Regions from separate parts of the Sus scrofa genome. Here region 1 is linked to region 2. The links are chromatin contacts, called in public promoter capture Hi-C maps. All regions are on one chromosome and are shown on one strand. The core of a region is the stretch at or near the end of the contact, and the rest is flanking DNA. Distances in the headings are between cores, read along the strand shown. Region 1 holds the start of SORBS3 (vinexin). Region 2 holds the start of PIWIL2 (piwi like RNA-mediated gene silencing 2).

Region 1 (7,317 bases), core at 233-2,732, 240 kb after region 2:
TCCACTCCATCTGCTTGCTCAGTTTCCTTGGTGGGAAGAAAACACTTCCGAGAGCACAAATTAAAAACCTGTTGAGAGCCCAAGTAAAGAATATACCAGAGTTCCTTCCTATGGAGAAGAGAGGGATCAGCAGCTGCCCTTCCTTTGTCTAATGTGGGGGGGAGCAAGGGTGTTGTGCTGAAGCACAGACTCGGGGAGCTCCTTGGCTGCTCTGGGTGGACTGAGTGACATTTGAATACCAGACTCCCAGTACTGGACACAGATACTCCTCAAGAACTGAGAGTTCAGGTTCATGTCTTCTGGGATCCCTGGCTTCCTTTTTCCTGCTGGAGAACACTGAATTCTCACTTACAATAAACAGCTACTTAAGTGCTCTTTCCATTCATCCTTCCTCTTGGTGACAGAAGCTGGGTTCAGAGTGACCTGAGTTCCCCTCCCCCTCTGTGTGAAGAGCCACAGCATCTATTGGTAGGCTCTTGGGTAATCATCCCTTAGTCTGGTGGGCGTGGACAGACCTCTGTTGACAAGGGGGCCATTGGGGGATAATCCAGGGAACGAAAGGAGGTGGCCTCAAGGAGCAGGGTGGGGGTGGGGCACACTGCCAACTGGGATCAGATAGCCAGGGAAAACAGAGCAGTTATGTAACAGTGTTTACTATGGCTCAGGTGGCTCTGAGAAGGCAGAGGCTGCCCCCTGACAAAAGGCCATGCCAGAGATGGGGAAGAGTCACAGGGAGGGAGGTCCCTGTTAGATGATAAGGGAGGAGATAGTGCCTTGGGATAAAAGGAATCTGCTGGGTTGACAACAGCTAGGTCACCCAAGACAGCCTTCCCTATCCTCAGCTTCTCCCTGAGCCATGCCAGCTATCTGCGGGGTCAGGCCAGCAGCAGATAGAGCTGAGGCTGGAGGGAGAAATCAGACACCTGGGTTTTGGCGGAATCTCCAGACTTCAGTACTTTTTCCCTTTAATCTCTCATTTTTCAAAGGGGTAGGATTCTTCTCCCTAAATATGGGCAGAAAGGGAGGAATCAGTCCAGGTTCCTTATGCTCTATGCTCCCATCCTGTCTTCTGTGAGCTGGATGGGCACCAGGGAACATGTTGGAGGGATCCTGCCACAGCTCCTCCCAAACACATTGCTGCTTCTGACTCTGGGAGAGAGAGCTATTGCCACTGGTGCCAGGGCAAAGCAGGTTCTGACCTGAGAGAGGAGATCAACCCAGCAGGACATAAGCAGACAGGCAGAAGTCAAAGCAGCTCAGGAGGAAGGCTCAAGTCTCCAGCTGGGCCTTCCCTGCCCCCTCCTACAAAGCTGTTTACCGGATTCCCCATTCCCATAGAGATGAGGCTGCTAGCCAGTCCCCAGCTCCTTGCCCGTGGCTGCCACCTCCTCTTGTGAGAAACAGGAAGTTGGGACCTTTGTCGGCTCAGCTGCACCCTCTACATTAAATATTTATCTTGGAGTCCAGGTCAGAGCCCTAGAGAATAAGAGAAGCTCGCTGCTGGTGAGAGAGGGTATGGCCAGGATTCTTGGAGTTGGAAGAACATCGGCTTCACCATCTTTGGAGAACAAGGAAGAGCATGAAAGAGATGTGGTCCTTAATCAACAGGATGCTGACAGGTGGGAAAAAACAAACAAACAAAAAGTTGGTAACGAGGGAAACAGGCACACATTTTTCCCTGAGGGAGGGAAGAGGGTGATACATAAGGGATGGTGACCTCTGGAGGTTCCCAGGTTAGGGGTAGAATTGGAGCTGCAGCTGCCTGCCTAAGGCACAGCCACAGCAAGGCCAGATCTGAGCCACGTCTGTGACGTACACCACAGCTCACAGCAACTCAGGTCCTTAACCCACTGAGGGGGCTGCCAGGGATCAAACCCAAGTCTTCATGGATACTAGTCGTGTTCGTTAACCACCAAGCCAAGATGGGAACTCCCCATCTTCTGATGCTGTCCATGGGGAGGGGCTACGTGCACTCAGTGGTGCCACTTCTGCTAGTGCAGCCATTCTGTTCCACGCGGCACTGTGCAGACACTGGAAGCTAGGGGCATGCCTCTCTCTCAGCCTTCTCAACCTAAGCCTCTTCTTCTGCTGTTCCCATGTGAGATCGTTTCCACTTGGTTCACCTGAACGCCAATAGCACTTTTAACTGAAGTGGGAAAAGATGTAGCCGATAGTGTCAGTGATGGCAGGGAATTAAAAAAAAAAAAAATTGTTTTTTAATTATTTTTATTTTGTTTTTTAGGGCTGTACCCGCAGCATATGGACATTCCCAGGCTAGGGGTCCAATCGCAGCTGAAGCCACTGGCCTACGCCAGAGCCACAGCAACACGCAATCCAAGCTGCTTATGCGACCTACACCACAGCTCACAGCAACGCCAGATCCTTAACCCACTGAGCGAGGCCAGGGATCCAGCTCATGTCCTTATGGATGCTAGTCGGGTTTGCTAGCCACTGAACCACAACGGGAACTCCCAAGACTTTTAAATACAATTTAATCCTTCTCCTCTTTCTTCCTTCTCAACTTGTGAGTTGGAAGATGAGCTCGGAAAATACTCTGAAGTACATAGTGGCCTAGAGATACCAATCTTACACCCAGTAGATATGCAATAAATGTTTTCTATTTTCATAATTTATAATTGACCACTACCAAAAGAAATCACAAATTGCCCAAAAATTATTGGCTGTCTGCTTGGTTTGGGGCTTGGGGTCCCAGAGCCAAGCCAAGGACTAAGAAGTACCCCAGAATCTCTCTACTGGCCATAAACACTCCATAAGTGCCCTCACTATTACGAGTCCTATGTGGGCACAGAGCTTAGGCGAGAAGAGGGGATGGTCAGAGAGGTCGGGTTCCCATGGGCACGCGGGCTCTTGGGACCGGTGTCAGAGCAGGGGGAACAGCGGAAAAGCAGCAAGATCAAAACAATACGGTGTATGGGAACACCAAGACCCTGGTAACCCCATCCCCGCCAAAAGGACCCCGCCCTTATCCTCTTCAGGGGCGCGGCAGGCCCAGGGGGCCGCTCCCTTAGGCCGATTTCCTCCAGCGGCTGCCCTCCCGCGGAGGCTTGCACGTGTGTGAGCATCCGCCCGTTGCCTGTGCACGCGCACGTGTGTTGTTTGCACCCGCCTGGACGCGCGCTCACTCAAGAACAAACTCTCTCCCGAAGTGGGGAGGGAGGCGGCGGGGCCTTAACTCGGCCCGCTAGGCCGCTCTGCCAGTGCGGCGCCCTTATCTCGGCCACAGCCTGTCTGCATCCCGGTCCCGTCTCCGAGGCCGCCAGTCCGTATCAGTTGCTGGCTGGGCCCGGGTTCTTTAATCATTCCTGCCCTCTGTCCTGGCTCCGGCGTGCAGCGGCTCCCTTCCCACCCGCTGGAAATGTCGCTGGAAACTCTGAGTGGAGCTTGCCGGCCCCCGCCCGACGCCAGTCCTGCGGTGGGGGCCAGGGGAAGCAGCTGGGAAAGCGGAGCGGGCTCCCCGGGGACACTGGGCGGTCCCTCCCGGCGCCGCCTCGCGACCAGCCCGGCCCCGGCAAGGTCCTCGGTGTCCCCGCGCCCTGACGGGGGGCACTCGCACGCCCCCGGCCGGCGGGCCCGAGCCCCCGCCCTCCACTCCAGCCCGGCCCGCGGTGCGATCGCAGCGAGACACACTCCGCCGCCCGCCAGCCAGGGCGCCTCTCACGGTCCTTCCTCCCCGCGCGCGCCTAAGCCCCAGCTCCCGCCCCGTGGATCCCCCTCTTCCTTCTTGGGCGCGCAGCCTAACGGAGCCAGTCCTGACCCGGTCACGAGGGCGAACGGCACGACTCGGACTTCTCCCTGCCCGCCCTCCCCGAGGGTCCGCTGTGGCCGCGCCAGGCAGGAGCCGCGCAGAGATGCTCTTGCCCTCCCGGGCGTCCTCAGTCCCCGCCACCTGCTCGCCTGGGAAGGTAGGTGCCGGGAAGGAGAGGCTGCGGAGAGGAGGCGGGGTGGAGTGCGGGGCCGCTGTCGGGGAAGGGCCGGCGCCCAACACCAGGGGAAGGCAGGGAGCCCCTCCCCCTGGGGTCCTGTCCCAAACTCTGGGGAGGAAAGAGGTGAGATGCCCCCCTCAATCCAGTTAAGGTGAAAATCGAGAAAACCTATTCCTGCCCACATGGACTTGTAGCTGGAAAATACCCTGGAATGCGCCTACCCCAAGCCCCCAAGGTCAGGGCAGTACTTAGAAGGAAGTAGGAATCTGCCAACTATAGCAGGGTGACTTTGCCTTCTCTAGCCCATGGGAGCTGGCTGCGGGGGTGAAGGGCTGCCTGAATATTCTGCAGGGACCCCAGGAATTTCCTGGCACCCCCTATCTTCTGCTAGCTGGGAGACCCATTGCCCCCCCCCCACACACACACACCTCACCTCCATCCTCCCTATGAGGTGTTCTTACCGTCTCCTGGTACAGCAGTCAGAAGGAACACTCAGTCCACCCTTCCCCTCCCACCCCTGCATATCCTGGGGAGGCGGGGTGCATTGGGAAGGGTCAGGCTGGGCCACTCAGAATCAGCAGCCCCTGAAAAATCGGGTGGTGTGGGCAAGACCTCCTGCCTGCCCTTTCCTACTAGAGGGCAGTTCTCAGCACAGCAGGGTGAGCCCCAGGGAGAGGGGAGGAGGTGGGGTCAGCTGATGGCCTGCCCAAGCTGACCTTGCAGTTTGGCCTCCAGTGGTCAGCTGGCTTGGGAGGGGTTGCTGCTAGGAACCAGCCTGCCCTACCCTCTGGATGGCTCTCTCTCCCCTGCCTCAATTTCCCCTGCAAAGGAAGGGAGAGCAGCAGGAACTGGGGTGTGTCTGCATGTTTTGCTTTTGGTAGGAGTCCTAATTGGATCCAGCTGGTGAGCAGCCCCTCCTCCAGCCTCAGCCCTCCACTCCCCCCACAGCAGGGGTGGCGACAGAAAAGCTGGGTCCCCACTAGGTCTTTTTGAATGTTAGAAGGAATCTTCTCTCAGACCAGAGTCAGGGAGCTGCCCCCAGCTCAGTGCGTACGCTCCAGCCCCCCGTGGCTTGAGCAAAACCTGGGTACAGCAGTAATCAGAGATCCCATTGAGCCTTCATCCCCTCTGGTCTCTCCCATGCTGTTCGTATGACCCCCCCAGTGCACACCTCGCACCTGCTATTCAGCTGATACCTTTCTGTACTCACACCCCCCATGCTGCTTGCATGACCCCACCCCGTGGTACGCTCCCCTAAGTCACATCTGCAGCTCTGTGCTTACACTCTACTAGGCACACAGCACCTACAAGGCCCTTGAAGCCCTCCCGTGAGCCCCCAGCCCCACAGGCACACGCAAGCCTTAGCTGAACAAAAATGTCAGCATTGGTCCAGCACCAAAGTGTGGCAGATGTTGGCTCAGCTTCTGGCCCTGTCCAACCGGACAGGTGAGGCAGGATGGGCTGGGCAGCGCAGCTCTCTGGTAGAAGAGCCCTGTTGGACAGTCCCACTGCCTCCCGGATGCAGGGAGCCCTCTCCTCTGACCCTGCCCTCCCCTCTGACCCAGCTGGCCGGTCAGGCATAGTGCTCCCAGAAAGACCCTCGGTTCAAAAATCAGACTGGATGGAGGTGCTGTCCTGGCTCAGTGAACAAACCCAACCAGTATCCATGAGGATGCGGGTTCGATCCCTGGCCTTGTTCAATGGGTTAAGGATCTGTAAGGATTTGGTGTTGCCGTGAGCTGTGGTGTAGGTCACAGAATTGGCTTGGGTCTGGCGTGGCTGTGGCTGTGGTGTAGGCTGGCAGCTGTAGCTCCGATTTGACCCCTAGCCTAGGAACTTCCATATGCCATGGATGCAGCCCTTGGAAGAAAAACAAAACAAAACAAAACCAAAACCCAGCCTGGAGGTGTAGGAGAAAACGAGTGTGCACTGCGTGCGTGTGTGTGTGTGCACGGCCCTCAGCACTACCTCCCCAGAAGCATGTCTAACTTTGTACTCACCCACTGCTTGACTCTCCACCCCCAGCCCTTACTGGCACTCAGAGCCCTCTGAGGCTTCAGTCTGGGCAAAAAGTCCAAAGAAGGAAGCCGATCCTCCTTTGAGCTCAGGAGGGTCCCTGGGGCCTGGAAATGCCTTCACGCTCTCCCCTCTCTCAGGAACCTTGGCCCTGTGGGACAGTGGGCGGGCGGGCTTGCTGTTGCCCAGGGCCTCGCCCCCAGCCTGAGCCTGAGCCACCCCTTGTGCCCGCTGGCAAGCAGATGCTCACGTGGGGCTTGGGGAGGCAGAGGGAACTGAAACAAAGTCCCAGTGCCCAGGCCTCCTCTGCCAGCTGCCCCAGTTCCCTCTGCCTTCCCTCCTGGGGAGCGGGCCACACTGTGCAGTGAGAGCCCCAGAGGGGCTGGCCAGCAGGTCTGCTCCTGGCCAGCCTCGCCCCCACCCCTCCTCTCCTGGCCTCCCCTCCCCCACTCCCACACGGAGCTCCTGCCCTCGGCCTAACAAGCAGCCCATTGTGCCTCTGGGAGCCGGCACGGGCAGCCTGCAGGCGGGTGCCCACAGTGGCCTGTTTCCTGGGTCCCTGAGCTCCCACCCAGCTGGCCCAGCCCCCTCCCACAGCAGTCATCTCCTCCCCAACCCAAGGTCAAGCCCAGAGGGCACAGGCAGCTGAGACCCAGCCGGGCTTTTCCTTCCTCCTTCCTTCCCCACAGAGAGCACGCAGAGAAGCAGCTGGTCCACACCAAGTCCTCCAGCCTTGACCCGAGCATGCAGGCCCCACCCTGCAGCCTCCCAGCTGGGCTCAGCCTGGATGACTTCATCCCCAGCCACCTTCGGGCCCATGCACCGTCAACCCCCGGGGGACACGGGTAAGTGAGACATCGAGGGAGAGCTTACTGTGGACTGGTAGTTGAGGGGGGCCTCTTGGGACAGGTGCGGGACAGGAGAATTAAAGGAATTAAAGTGGGGTGGGGGATGGAAGATGGCTCTGGAGAGCCTCACTGGTTTCCCCAAAATGGGTCAGGCTGGCCCTCGAGCCCTCACCACAGGGTATGGCTCTGCGCTCGTAGCCATCCCTCTCTTCCTTCTGTGGAACCTCCTGGGCCTGAGCTGCCGCTCCTGGCCCCTCCCCAACAGGTGCCCGTGATCCGGAATGGTGGCTCCAACACCCTTAATTTCCAGTTCCATGACCCTGCGCCCAGGACCGTGTGCAATGGGTACTTCCCACCGAGGAGAGAGGCTCCCAGGCAGCCAGGTGGGTCTGCTCAGGAAAACCCTGATCCGGGAGCCCCATGGGGGGGTGAGGGGTGTCAGAGCTTCCTGGGCCCTGCGTTGCAGCACCTCCCTGGGGTGAGCTGGAGGGGCGGGAGGGGTTGAGGGC
Region 2 (7,227 bases), core at 326-2,825:
AACTCATAGAAAGTGGTTTTGAAGAGGCTTGGTGGATCTGAGATTTGAGGGGTGGGAAGAGCAGCATCCCTGGTTACCTTGGGGGGGAAAGGTGTTAAATGTCACCTGTCAGACTCACCAGGAATCATAGGCTCAAACCAAAAAGGCTTTGTACCCTGGAGACCTCAGTTTTGGTAGAGTTTTTTTTTTTTGTTTTGTTTTTTTGTCTTTTGTCTTTTGTCTTTTGTTGTTGTTGTTGCTATTTCTTGGGCCGCTCCCGCGGCATATGGAGGTTCCCAGGCTAGGGGTCCAATCGGAGCTGTAGCCACCGGTCTACACCAGAGCCACAGCAACGCGGGATCCCAGCTGCGTCTGCAACCTACACCACAGTTCACAGCAACGCCGGATCGTTAACCCACTGAGCAAGGGCAGGGACCGAACCCACAACCTCATGGTTCCTAGTCGGATTCGTTAACCACTGCGCCACGACGGGAACTCCTGGTAGAGTTTTAAAGAAGAGTTTTATAGAAAGGAATTGGATAAAGTTTTAGAGAAACAACTAAGGAATCGAGGAGATGGAGTAGTTTAATGTAAAAATAGACTGGAAGAAAAATTCAGACTCTGGTAGAAGAGAGGCCCAAACCAAAGCAAAACCCATAAATATTTATGGACAGAAAAATTTTATGATATGGTTATGTTACCGATAAACTTGCTTATAAAGCAAAATCATGCCCATATATGCCCTTCTGTAACTGGTGGTTAACTTACAGGACTGAGTTCTCTGAGAGGCTGTTTGGGTAAAAAAATATAAGTAAATTTAAGAGATTGTTGGTGGGTGAAGAGTGTTTAGAATAGAATAATCTGGGTTAAATAGAAGGTTTCGAAGTGAATATGATGTAAGAGGCTGGTTGTATCACTGATCTGATCCAAAGTAGCTTTTTTTTTTTTTTTTTAGGGCCACACCCATGGTATATAGAATTTCCTGGGCAAGGGGTCAAATTGGAGCTTTACCTGCCGGCCTGCAGCACAGCCACAGCAATACAAGATCCAAGCCACATCTTCAATCTACGCTGCAGCTTGCAGCAGTGCAGGATCTTTAACACACTGAGCAAGGCCAGAGATCAAACTCATCTCTCAGACACTGTGTTGGGTTCTTAATCCACTGAGCCACAATGTGAACGCCTTTTTTTTTTTTTTTAAATGCTTTGTGAGTCTGTGTTGAAGGAGAAGGAAACATAGGGCTCTTTAAAACTTTGTTTATTTATTTTTTGTCTTTTTGCCTTTTCTAGGGCTGCTTCCCACAGCATATGGAGGTTTCCATGCTAGGGGTCAAATCGGAGCTGTAGCCGCTGGCCTACACCAGAGCCACAGCAATGCGGGATCCGAGCCTTGTCTGTGACCTACACCACAGCTCACGGCAACGCCGATCCTTAAACCGACTGAGCAAGGCCAGGGATCGAACCCACAACTTCATGGTTCCTAGTTGGATTTGTTAACCACTGCACCACGATGGGAACTCCATCTTTAAAACTTTACAAACAGCTAGCTGGTAATTAACCAGAACAGATTAATGCCTGTGTTCTCTGCAGCCTTTCAATGGATCCTGTTCGACCACCCTCCAGGGTCCTGTCTCCTGTGCACCCATCTCGCTCTGTGCGGATGCCAGGCTCTCGGCCACAAGCTTCAAAACCTTTGGACTCAGCTCTGGGTAGGGCAGGACCTTCAGGCAGAGGCCATGTATTTGGAATGGGAGAAGAGCCAAGCCCACAGAGTGGGCCAACACAAAGGGTAACACCATGACTGCATGGATAGTAGTAGCATATGGCTTATTGTTAAATAGTGGGTTTCAAGGTACTTAGAAAACTGTGAAGCTCTATGCAAAAACAAGGGTTATTTTTTTCCCCTTAACACGTAGGTGCATCTTCTGGGCATATATTTCAAATTCTAGAGTTGCAAGTCTAGAAAAATTGCTCATAATGAATGCTAGATGGACTTGGGTAAATGCCTTAGTCCTCCAGCTTCTATAATTGTAAGTACATATATAAATAAATGATAGATTTAAAGATACAACCTTTTCCTTTTTATTGTGTGTTTAGATTTCCACTCTGGGCTTGACTCTAAGGTGTTATCAACCCACTCTAACCTCTGAGGTCATAGTTAAGAATGGTTCCTTTCAGATGTTCTTTGCTCAGATTTTTTTCCTCCGTCTTTTTAAGGCTGCACTTGTGGCATATGGTGTTTCCCAGGCTAGGAGTGGAATTGGAACTGCAGTTGCCAGTCTACACCACAGCCATAGCAACGCAGGATCCGAGCCTCCTATGCCACCTACACTACAGCTCACTGCAACACTGGATCTTTAACCCACTGAGGGAGGTCAAGGATCAAATCTGCATCCTCATGGATACTCGTTGGGTTTATAACTTGCTGAGTTACAACGGGAACTCCTCTTTGCCCAAATCAAAAGGATCTTCAGCTATTGCTTCAGCTGTATTTATACTTGCATGGATGTGCATTTTTAGTCTCTTAATTATATAGTAATTTTAAGAATGATATTTGTCAATAATTAATAAACCTCAAAGAAAAAAGAGCAAATACAGAAAGGACCTAATAATGCAGTTACGACAATTTTTAGTAATGTTGACAGTGTCAAATAAATGTAATGTTATGTAAAAAACATTGGTGACAGTATTCTAGTATTTTTACTCACATGGATTGAGTCCATATGTAGCAGCTGTGATTGGTGTAATGATAGTAAACTTTCAAGGCTGCTGCAGGCAAACAGTAGCAAGTTTTGTTTAGGTTGTTTGAAAAAAACGCAAATGATTTGTTTTTTGGAGAGATTTGTTAGTCAGTATGCTTGTTCCACTTCCTTAGGTGTACACGAAATTAACTAGAAAAATTGAAAAGGTGATTCTGTGACTTTTGTTATACATCGAATCATAGACTATATTTATGCTTAAAAACCTAATATGACATAGTTATAAATGTTTTGTATTTTTCCTTTTTTGGCTACACCTATGCCTTATGGAAATTACTGGGCAAGGGATCAAACCTGAGCCATGGTTGTGGCAGCACCAGATCCTTAACCCTCTGTACCAGGCTGAGGATTGAACCCGCACTGCCACAGAGACAACGCCAGATCATTAACCTGTTGCACCACAGTGGGAACTCCAATTATAAGTTTTTTTAAAAGACTCTAAGTATTTTAAACAGTTTTTATGAGATATTTTTATTCTTTGTTCTCATAGCATTTATAGAATTTGAAGTGGATGGATGATTTTTATTATTTACCAAGACTTTAAGAAAACCAACAGTATTTCTGGAGTTTTTAAACTACATCTTACAGTAACTTTATTCTTTGATTTTCCGTAGGAATCTGTGGGTTTGGTCCCCATGTTCCAAGGACTGGGCCTTGAAACAGCATCCCAGACCTCTCTGAAACAGGAAATGCCTCCTTTAGGTATGTAGAAAGCTATCTCAAGAAAATGTGTTGTATGTATGATGCCTTTGTTCTTAAATTCATATAGTATGTCTTCAGAAAAATTACATACTTTGCAAAATGTCCGGCTTATAGTTACAGCTAGGGTTTGATGCTTTTGTTTAGGTAGAGGCATTTTAGGTCGAGGCTTGTCTACCAGGGTGGCACGCAAGGACAAAGAAGAACCCCATCCCACTCTTCTGGATCCTTCAGTGTTGGCAGCTGGGGATAGCAAGATGGCAGAGGCCTCTTTTGGTTGGAATAGGTGGGTAAAGTTGCCTTCTTGAATAGCCATCAAATTCGGGTGAAAAATCTGAGTCCAAAGAGAAACTCTAAAGAGGATTATGTTACTTCACAGACAAACGATGCATGGTTTTATGTTAAGAACGGGTTCCAAGAGGGAGTTCCCGTCGTGGCGCAGTGGTTAACAAATCCGACTAGGAACCATGAGGTTGCGGGTTTGATCCCTGCCCTTGCTCAGTGGGTTAAGGATCTGGCCAACGTTGACTAGGAACCATGAGGTTGCGGGTTCGATCCCTGCCCTTGCTCAGTGGGTTAAGGATCTGGCCAACGTTGCCGTGAGCTGTGGTGTGGGTCGCAGACGCGGCTCAGATCTGGCGTTACTGTGGCTCTAGCGTAGGCCAGCAGCTACAGCTCCAACTGGACCCCTAACCCGGGAACCTCCATATGCCGTGGGAGCAGTTCAAGAAAAGGCAAAAGACAAAAAAAAAAAGAAAAGAATGGGTTTCAAGACTATTCAGCAGGTACCAATCCAGTTAGTCTTTGGACAAGGGTCAACAGTTCTCTACTGAATAGTTCATACTCCATTTGCCCTCTTTAAGAAGTCAGCCTGGAGTTCCCTGGTGGCTTGGCTAGTTAAGGATCTAGTGTTGTCTCTGCTGTGGCTCTGGTAGCCGTGGTGGTGCAGGTTCAGTCCCCGGCCTGGGAACTTCCACATGCCATGGGCTTGCCTCCCCCCTCCCCCCAAAAAAAAGCCTGATGGTATTTTTTTTAAAGCCAGGTGGGTCAAACTTCCACCTCAGTTTCTGCTGTGGAAGTTGGCTGTGAAAGTCAGTATTGATAGATTGATAGTAGTTGATAAATGAGTCATGTGACATAGCGGATTTGGAGAGAATCCCTTTTTTGCTGACTCCTCCAGGGAGAGAATGTAGATTTGGGGGACTCATTTAGATGGGCCATAGATAGAAATGTGATCAAGAAAGTCCTGACTTGCCTCTGCAACATTTCAGAATGCTTGGAAGAGGGAATTTGGATGCATCTTTATTACCTGTGGGAAGAGCAGGTCGTGGTATTGGCAGAGGAGTATACAAGCCTCTGAGTGCTGCCAGCCTGACAGGTGTTATTGGTAGAGGAGTGTACAAGGCTCCAGGCCTGACTTCTCCGGATCCCGCCCAGCTGTCATCTCCGTCACCCCTGCCTCCAGCACCACTGCACTCTCTGGATCACCCTCCACTTGGGACTGCAGAACACAAGGAAAAGTAAGTCAGGAGTGCTGCCTTCCCTGCTTGATGTTGACGTGGAAGAGGCTTTCTCATAGTATTGTCAACTCTGTTCTGTTGTGTCTAAAGTCCTCCCTGGATGGTAGGTACTGCAGGGTTGGGTTTTTTTCTTTTTTTTTTTTCTTTTTTTGGAAGTGGGGAGAACAACAGGGAGGTGGGACAATTCCTAATGAAGTGAAGTGGGGTTTGTTTATTTGTTTGTTTATTTACTTTTTAGGGCCACACCCATAGCGTATGGGGGTTCCCCGGCTAGGGGTCAAATCAAAGCTGTAGCTGCTAGCCTATGCCACAGCCACAGCAACAGCAACATGGGATCTGAGCCGCGTCTGCAACCTACACCACAGCTCACGGCAACGCCAGATCCTTAATCCACTGAGCAAGGCCAGGGAACGAACCTGCATCCTCATGGATGCTTGTTGGGCTCATTTCCACTGAGCCACCATGGGAACTCCTGAAATGGAGTTTATGGTGACAGTGTGTATCAGAGAATAAACATCCCCTTCTCAGCTCAGACATAGATACTTCGTTGTCATGTTGAAGATAAAGAAAGGATCTAAGACAAATATTCCAGCAGTTCGTCCACAGAACTAGTTCTTATCGTTCTTAGAGAGCCAGCCTCATAGGATGACTTTGCTTCTCTAATTAGAGATTGCTAAGAATTTACCTTCTTGCTTTCAAAGCTTCTTTTTGTATGTCTGGGTTCCTGGTCTGTGTACCTGTAGGCGAAATGTGAGATACTACTTCCTCCAATCTATCTTTCTTTCTCCCCTCCTTTCCCCCTCCCCTTTCCTTTCTTTTCGCTTGTATTTTTGTGGTACAGCGTTTTTTCTTTGTTTTTCGTGTATGTGGGTACTTTTGTTTTTATTTTTTTATTTTCTAGAGAGATTCTTGTGAAGCAAGGATCAAAAGGAACACCTCAATATTTGGGATTAAACCTTATCAAAATACAGTGTCAAAATGAAGCAGTTTATCAATATCATGTGACTTTCAGGTATTCACAGCTTTTTTCTCCTGTTATTGTTCACTTTCTAGAGAGCAGTGATAAAATAGTTCCATAGGAATATAACTGAATTGTTCTTCTATATAATTCCAGATGAATCTCTCCCTGCAATAATTCATATACACAAATGCTTCCAATAAATTTACAGTTATCATTTTTTTGTATTTAGCTATATTAGCGATTTAGATTTCAACATAAGTACCTTTTTTTTTTTTTCTTTTTAGGGTGCACCTGCAGCATATGGAAATTCCCAGGCTACGGGTCCAGTTGGAGCTATAGCTGCCAGCCTACACCAAAGCGACAGCAACGCAGGATCCTAGTCACACTTGCAACCTACACCACAGCTCAAGGCAACGCCAGATCCTTTAGCCCACTGAGGGAGGCCAGGGATTGAACTCACATCCTCATGGATACTAGTCAGGTTTGTTTCCACTGAGCCATAACAGAACTCCCTGTATATTTTTAAAATGTGCTTTTCTAGAGCAGGGATTAGCAAAATGTGTTTTTTGTTTTTATGTTTGCTTTTCAGGGCTGCACCTGCGACATAAGGAAGTTCCCAGGCTAGGGGTCGAAGTGGACCCCGTGCCACAGCTGATCCAAGTTGCGTCTGCGACCTACACCACAGCTCACGACAACAACAGATCCCCGACCCACTGAGTGAGGCCAGGGATGGAACCCACATCCTCATGGATACTAGTCAGATTCGTTTTTGCTGTGCCGTGATGGAACTCCCTGGTTTTTTTTTTTTGGCTACCCCTCAGAATATGGAGTTCCCCAGCCAGGGATCTCATCCAAGCCCCAGTTGTGACATGCATCCCTGCACTGCAGAGATGCCATAGATCCCATTGCACCACAGCAGGAAATCCCCATCTTCTGTTTTTGTGGTGAAATTTTGCTGGAACATAGCCATGCTCATTGGTTTTTTTCGGCTGTGGTGCTTTCGTGCTATGTGAACAGAGTTAAGCAGTTGCCGTAGACATTGTATGGCCTATAAAATAGTAAAAATATTTACTATTAGGCTGTTTCTAAAAACGTCTTCTGACCTTCTAGTCTAAACTCTCAAAGAATGAGAGTAATTGTGTTAGGGTTGTGGAATTATGAGTGGTTTTTATTTTCTGTATGCCAATATCCTTGGGTCAGATGTATTTAAAATTTTTAATATGACCACTAGATGGAGTAGTAGTTACAAGTGACTGTGTTTCTAACAAATCTGCGTAGCTAGCTGCGTATTCAAATTGAAGTCCTCTTTA

The links. Promoter capture Hi-C pulls out the DNA fragments that hold promoters and counts their contacts.
Region 1: a promoter capture Hi-C map of liver shows a contact between it and region 2, with 4 times the contacts expected there. The contact joins the promoter of SORBS3 here to the promoter of PIWIL2 in region 2. A contact is called at or near these places in 1 of 5 promoter capture datasets (liver), 1 of 47 Hi-C or Micro-C datasets (embryonic fibroblasts) and 1 of 2 datasets of contacts at active chromatin or transcription factors (alveolar macrophages).

What each region holds. Positions count from the first base shown.
Region 1 is chr14:6,801,462-6,808,778 of Sscrofa11.1, forward strand. It overlaps SORBS3 (vinexin), which reads left to right and starts at 1,483. Exons shown (of 26, transcript XM_021073000.1): 1 at 1,483-1,619; 2 at 6,650-6,789; 3 at 6,792-6,805; 4 at 7,074-7,191. The coding sequence starts at 1,516.
Region 2 is chr14:6,562,093-6,569,319 of Sscrofa11.1, forward strand. It overlaps PIWIL2 (piwi like RNA-mediated gene silencing 2), which reads left to right and starts at 1,576. Exons shown (of 22, transcript NM_001194971.1): 1 at 1,576-1,767; 2 at 3,352-3,439; 3 at 3,584-3,722; 4 at 4,708-4,956; 5 at 5,858-5,968. The coding sequence starts at 1,576.